2 separate regions of the Sus scrofa genome follow, and region 2 is linked to region 1. The links are chromatin contacts, called in public Hi-C maps. All regions are on one chromosome and are shown on one strand. The core of a region is the stretch at or near the end of the contact, and the rest is flanking DNA. Distances in the headings are between cores, read along the strand shown.

Evidence for each region. A called contact is a pair of places that touch in the nucleus more often than the background predicts.
Region 2: a contact with region 1 is called in a Hi-C map of skeletal muscle, with 5 times the contacts expected there. The contact joins the promoter of IFI6 here to the enhancer-like site in region 1. A contact is called at or near these places in 15 of 47 Hi-C or Micro-C datasets (blood, brain, embryonic fibroblasts and 9 more) and 1 of 2 datasets of contacts at active chromatin or transcription factors (alveolar macrophages).

Annotation. Positions count from the first base shown.
Region 1 is chr6:84,754,898-84,758,324 of Sscrofa11.1, reverse strand. It overlaps AHDC1 (AT-hook DNA-binding motif-containing protein 1), which reads left to right. Exons shown (of 7, transcript XM_021095642.1): 2 at 438-615. Among named protein-coding and RNA genes, the nearest start is that of AHDC1, 18 kb to the left of the region's middle. Within about 2 kb of position 1,989, at least 40 of the 83 cell types and tissues checked have an H3K27ac peak or open chromatin away from gene starts, as enhancers often do. A contact at or near this core is called in alveolar macrophages, liver, retroperitoneal adipose tissue and 2 more, where this site is marked.
Region 2 is chr6:84,856,540-84,859,861 of Sscrofa11.1, reverse strand. It overlaps IFI6 (interferon alpha-inducible protein 6), which reads left to right and starts at 1,790. Exons shown (of 5, transcript XM_021095660.1): 1 at 1,790-1,944.

The DNA of each region.
Region 1 (3,427 bases), core at 740-3,239:
TTTTAGCCTCACTCTGAACAGCAGCACTCACACCTGCATCGTCAACCAGCCCTTAGCACGTGTAGCTTCCCCGGAGCGCTTCTCCCCATCCGTAAGCTCTCCCCATTTTATAGATGAGAAAACTGAGAGCCAGAGAGGTTCCCTGACTTGCCCGAGATCACCCAGTTGATGAGAATTGAGCCAAGGACCATTCTGACTCCCAAGGCCAAATTCTCTCCACCAGAGCGTGGGTGTTCCTGTTCACGTGTACACGTACCTACCCGTGCAAAGTACTGCCTGGGGTCTCAAGAGACAGGCTCGCACTCCCCGGGGAATTGAGGTTGGCACCAATTTCCTCATGTGCAAGAGTAGACCCCATCTAGGATGGCCTCCCAGTCCCTCTGCCTGGCTCATCCGGTACCCAGGCTTATGTCAAGATGCTGTTTTTGCTTCCACAGATGGGAGCTTGCCTGCCTGTCTACCCATCGGCCTGGACCCCAGAGCCCGCCCAGCTGAGTGCTTGCAGAGGGCCCCGGGTTCGGGGCAACTCTCAGGCCACCGAAGAGACCACCCTGGAATCATTGGCGAAGACAGACCTTTCCTGCTGAGCCGGGCTTGTCTACACAGCCTGCTCAGGTAACAGTGTCTAGGGAAGCCGGGTCTGTACCTGGCCCCCCCAGTGGTGGGGGTCAGGGGTACTTCCCTCCCCGTCCCAGCAGGGATTTCCCCCTCCCAGCTTAGGCTAAAAAGAGGTCCTCCAGAATCAAACTATAGTCATCCACCTTACTCCCCATCATCCAGAAAGGTGAGGCCCGCGGATATACAGCAAGTTTCCCAGAGTTCTGCCTCCTAGTACGGCGACTCGTCCCTGCACCTGGAGGGCCTGAAAGAGTTGGGAAGGGAACGGGGTTGTGACAGTGACCAGAACTCAGGGCAGAGGTGGAAACCAGAATGCCTGCTGTGTGAAGCTGAACCCCTCTCAGGGTTCTAGAGTCTGCAGAAGCAGAGAGCTGGGAGGCCAGGGCGAGGTGCTGAGAGGACATGGGTGGCTCGGGTAAGCTAGGCTGCCCTCCTGGGATGAGGTGGGATGGGGGCGGGGGCAGGACCCACCTCCCCACTCTAGGCCCAGATTAGCCCACCCAGGTTCAAGAGCCGCAGAGACCAGGTGGGGCTGCCCTGCCCTGCAGAGGCAACTCCCTGAACTGACACATGAAGCCTCGGGCTCCAGGAAGCTCCCTTAGAGCCAGCCTGCCTGGGGACCCCACCCAACTTCCAAAAGAGCATTCCTGGGGCCTGAGGTCTCGGGGTGGGGCCTCCTGGGATCCTAAGGGTGGGGAGGTTCAGCCAGGGGAGGATGCCAGGTGTACCGACCATAAACGTACAGGGCATCTCATGTGCAAGAACTCCGGCTTCTGTGCAAGCCAGCATGTATAGGACTCTGTCCTTAGGTGTGCTTGCTTCTGTACACAAGAGTTATGTAAGTGGACTGGGCTGGGGGACATTCCGAGACTGTGTGTGCGGTTCATTGGAGTGAGCACGCAGGATTCAGTGTGCCCTGGGCAGGTTATGGGAAGACTGGAGTGTTGTGTATGCTGCACTGGATGGCGTGTGTGTGTGTGTGTGTGTGTGTGTGTGTGTATGTGTGTGTGTGTGTAGGGTGCTGGTGTACACTGGTGAGGTGTGTAGACAAGAATCTGAACACACTGGGGTGTTGTGTGAGTACACGGGAGTGGGGTGGGGTGGGGTGTTTACACAGATATCCTTCCGAGTGTCACTAGGGCAGTGAGTGTTCAGGGTTCCGGCTGCACTCTGGGGGTGGCGTGTGCACGTGGCTCCGTTTGTGCTTTGGAGGTGGGCTGGACAAGCCTTCAGCTGAGCTGGGCTCAGCAGTGCCCAGCCTTGTGGCCAAATTGCTGAAGTCACTTCCTTTCCAGCAGCAACTTTCCAGGAGGAGGAGTTCTTCAGACCTGGGCAGGGAGGGGGGGGGCGGAACAGGGAGCTCTCAGGGGAAAGAGGTGGGCGGTGGTGAGAGGCTGTGGGGAGGGCCTGGTGGGGCTGGAGGAGGGGAGTCCTCCGGGACACAGAAGGAAAGACAAGGACGGGAGTCTGCAAGGGCCAAGGGCAGGAGGGGATGGGGGCGGAGCAGGGCGGGAAGCACAGTCCCTGGGTGACCTCGGAGGGAGGAAGGGAGGGCCTCCCGGCAGGGTGACCCTTGGGTTCAGCCAGAGCTGGCAGTAGTGCCCACACACCTGGCATCCAGGGCAGGGGGCTGGCAGGGGGCGGGTCTAGGGCCGACCTGCTTGCCAGGTGCCCTGCTCTGGGCAGGAAGCGGGTGGGCAAGGGCTGCACAAAGGAGCTCTGTGTGGCTGGGGGTAGGGTGGGGTGGGGTGTGCAGTGCTGTGGGGGGTGGGGTGGGCTGTCCTGATGGCTCCCCGGGGGCGGAGCAGGTCTTGCTCCCCTTGGGGGCATCAGTGGCTATAAGGGGACACCTAGTGGTGAGGGAGAGTAGTGCATTGGATGACCTAGGCGGGAGGGGGTAGATTAGAAGTCAAAAATTAGAACTGGTGGTTGGGACTAGGGCAGTTGGAGGAAGCTTGCAGGGGAGGGGGCGAGTCTCTGGACAGTGAAGGAGAGATTGGTTTAGAGGAGCCTAATAAGCCGAACTTCAGACTCTGGCTCTTCCCTGTTATGGCTGATTTTCTTAAGGGCATTACTTAACCTCTCTGAGCCTTCATTTAAATGCCAGATAAGTGGCAGCTGCCATTATTACTTTCATTGTTGTTATTTTTCTTTATGATTTTGGCCTGGAGTCAAGTTGGAAGATCTTCAGGTACAATTGGGTGGGTGGGAAGGGGCAGAAGAGAAGGAAACTGAGAGGAGTGATGTATCATTCTTGTGGGGGCAGGTCCTGGGAGATAGAGGCCCCCCGAAAGGGAGATGATGGGGGAGGTTTCACAGCAGCCATAATAGCCCCTTCGGTGCAGAGTTTTCCATTTGAGGACATCCCTGGGCCTTCAGTCCTGGCTGGGAGGGAAATGGTGTGTGTGTGGGGGGGGAGTATGCAGGCTGGAGAGAGGGTCATGAGGCCGGAAGTGAGAGCTGGGGCTGGCAGCCTGGCTCCCCTGGGGAGGCTGTGGGTGGGGGAGGGGGAGCTGGCTGGGGAAGGGGTGGGGTGGTCACAGCCGCAGCGGGGAGGGTGGGGCTGGGGACTCAAGGATGTGGGCTGGCCCTTCCCGGCACTGTGCACAGCAGGTTGGGGCCCCCAGCCCCCTCCCAGCCGGCTGGTGTCCCCATAGGCAGGCTCAGGCACACTGACCCAGAAGCAGACAGACGGACAGAAGAACCTTTTTAGCTTGGTTCGAAGACGTAGGATAGAGGGTGCCCTTGGGAGGGGTCCAAGAAAATGGCTGCCTGGGTGTGGTGGGGAGGGGAGCCAGCTGCTTCCCTC
Region 2 (3,322 bases), core at 541-3,040, 100 kb before region 1:
CCGTCGTGGCTCAGAGGTTAACGAATCTGACTGGTATCCATGAGGATGAGAGTTCGATCCCTGGCTCCGAGCAGCGGGTTAAGGATCCAGCATTGCTATCATCTGTGGTGTATGTCACAGATAAGGTTTAGATCTGGCTTTGCTGTGGCTGTGGTGTAGGCTGGCAGCGAAAGGTCTGATTCAACTCCTAGCCTGGAAACATCCGTATGCTATGGGTTTGGCCCTGAAAAGACAAAAAAAAAAAAGAAAAGAAAAGTAAAGTGGAACATTGGAGATAAGCAGATCTGTGTAAGTGGCATATAGATGGATTAACAGGAGTTAGTGAAAAGTATGCAGATCTTTGTGTCTCACATTTTTGCTCACCATTGACCTCCTACTGCAGATGAGGCTCTCCAGCCAGATGGTCAGATATCCCATCCTGTGGATGTCAGCCCGCCTGTAAACTTAGTTACCCTGCTACTTTGCAAAAGACTCATAAAAGGGTGGCCATGGTGGCAAGGATGGAGGCTATGAATGGACCCAACAACTTGGCATCCCTTTCACCAAGGCTGATCTAACAATGGCCAACAAATAGCCCACCAGCCAGCAGCAGGCAGCAGCATAGCAACATTGGTCAGAGAGAGCAGCCAGCACTGTGGTGGCAGGTCAGTTACATCAGTCCCCTTCCACTTTGGAGAAAGCAATGATTCATTTTCCTGGAATTGTTATGTACTCCAAATATGGATTGTACTTCTAGTTCTGCAAGCAATAATATCTGAAAGTTTAAAGAATACTCAATCTGGAGATCCTGTTGTGGCTCAGCGGGTTAAGGACCTGACATTGTGTTCCTGAAGATTCGGGTTCGATCCCTGGCCTGGCTCAGCGGGTTAAGGATCTGGCATTGCTGCAAGCAACAGTCACAGATACTGCTCAGATCCAGTGTTGCTGTGGCTGTGGTGTAGGCTGGCAGCTACAGCTCTGATTCCACCCCTAGCCTGGGAACTTCCATATGCCTTGGGTGTGGCTCTAAAAAGAAAAAAGAGAGAGAGAAAGGAAGAAAGAAAGAAAGAAAGCGCAATCCATTACCCAGGGCTAGAAGACCCATTTTAATGGCAAATTAAATGTGTGGCAATGGCCTCTGAACGTGGGCGTCACCGGTCTTACCATATACCCATCACCCAGAAGCAGCCAGCCTGAGAGAACAATGGAATGGAGTGATTTCATTTCCACAAGCTTTAATCTCCTCTGCAAAATAGGTCTGTACACAAATGACGGTAGTCACAAGACTTGTGGGATTGGATCTCTTTCCAGGCCCTTGTATGCAGCAAGTGCTCAATAAATGCAGGCATGATTATTACTTTGTTTTTTCAGGGACGCACCCATGGAATATGGAAGTTCTCAGGCTAGGAGTTGGATTGGAGCTGCAGCTGTTGGCCTACACCATAGCTCATGGCAACGCTGGCTACTTAACCCACTTAGCGAGGCCAGGGATCAAACCTGCAACCTCATGGTTCCTAGTCGCATTTGTTTCCACTGAGACACAATGGAAACTCTTGTGGGCATTATTATTAATTGACTCGAATTGTGAAAGACCTTGTGCCCCAAGAGGTGCTGGTGGTCTGGCTTCACTAAGCCCTGCAGGGCTGTGGACCCCACCCTAATGTGACCTGCTTTGAATACTCTTAGCTGTTTGGAAAGTCACTGGCTTGAATTATACTGTCTGGCCACTAAGCAGCTCAGCAGAGATATTGTCACTGAGCAGAGCTGTAGGGAGGAGACAAGACACTGTAGAACCCTGGAAATGGAAACTGAAACTGGAAACTTGACAGCAATTGGCCACTTGGGGAGGAGAGTTACAGCAGTGGGAAGGATTATAAAAATCCAGCCTGAGAGCCGTTATCTCACTGCTACTGCCATCTATCAGCAGGCTCCAGGCAAGAAGATTTCTTTTCTGCTCTCTTCAAGGTAAACCCAGAAGCTATAAGGTGTGGGTGTCAGGCTGCCTGCCTGTGAGCCTCAGGCCATGAGGGCCAGGATGCCCATTCCTCAGGGAGGCTACACCATTGAGTCCCCTTTAGTGTCCTGGACTAAGACTGGTCTGAGGGCATGGGTTGGTGGGCTTTTAGGGGTTGGGATGCTAAGCTGCAGGAGCTATGAGACTTCGCTTATAGGTGCCATGTCAACAGTATATGGCCTTAATCCTGTCCCTTTGACTCCTCATCTGTGAAATAAGGATCAAGCTACTTTACCTGCCCAAGGGACTGGATGATCTCTGAAAGCCCTTTATCCTAGGATCTACTGTGACAGTGAGTTTATCTTTGAGGATAGATGACAGGATCTGAAGTAAACCTCCAAAGTGTGGGTCTGGGCATCAGTCAATTATGGCTTTAAATCCTGATTCTGCTACAGCTGGGCAGGCCTGGGAGTGTTACTTTTCTGAGTTTGAGTTTCCTTATGTATAATACGTGGTTGAGAATAACGGCACCCGAGTTCCCGCCGTGGCACAATGGTTAACGAATCCTACTAGGAACCATGAGGTTGCAGGTTTGATCCCTGGCCTTGCTCAGTGGGTTAGGGATCCAGCATTGCCGTGAGCTGTGGTGTAGGTTGCAGACGCGGCTCCGATCCCAAGTTGCTGTGGCTCTGGCGTAGGCTGGCGGCTACAGCTCTGATTCGACCCCTAGCCTGGAACCTCCATATACCGTGGGAGCGGCCCAAGAAAATGGCAAAAGACAAAAAAAAAAAAAAAAAAGAATAACGGCACCTACTTCATGGGGTTGTTATGGGTATACATAACTTTGTGCCAGAAAGTGCTAAGTAAGTACTCAACATAGGGGAAATTGTTGGGGGTTTTGTTGTTGTTTGTTTTTAATTCAAGGAAAAAGCATTAAGCAGACAAAGATCACATTAGAGTTGGGGGGGATATGTGTTCTCCTATTTTGTAGTGTCATGGAAATAGCATAGGTTTTGGATTCTGACAGACCTGAGATGTGTCTAGGCTGCACAATTTGCTCTGTGACCTTGGGCTAGCTCCTTTACCCTCCTTTCTTTCTGAAAAACGAATATGAGATCAGTGTTTGGTGCCTGTAAATATTCAATGCATTGTAAGAATAAGTCTATCAGGAGTTCCCTGGTGATTCAGTGGGTTAAGGATCTGGCATTGCCACTGCTGTGGTTTGAGTCACTTCTGTGGTGCAGGTTGGACCCCTGGCCCAGGAACTTCCAAACTTCCACAGGCCGAGAATGCGGGGCGGGGGGCGGGGGGGGGGAGAAGTGTAGCAACAACCATTGTGTAGAAAATTCTGTGTGACAGGCACTGTTCTAAATGCTAGGGATACAGTGG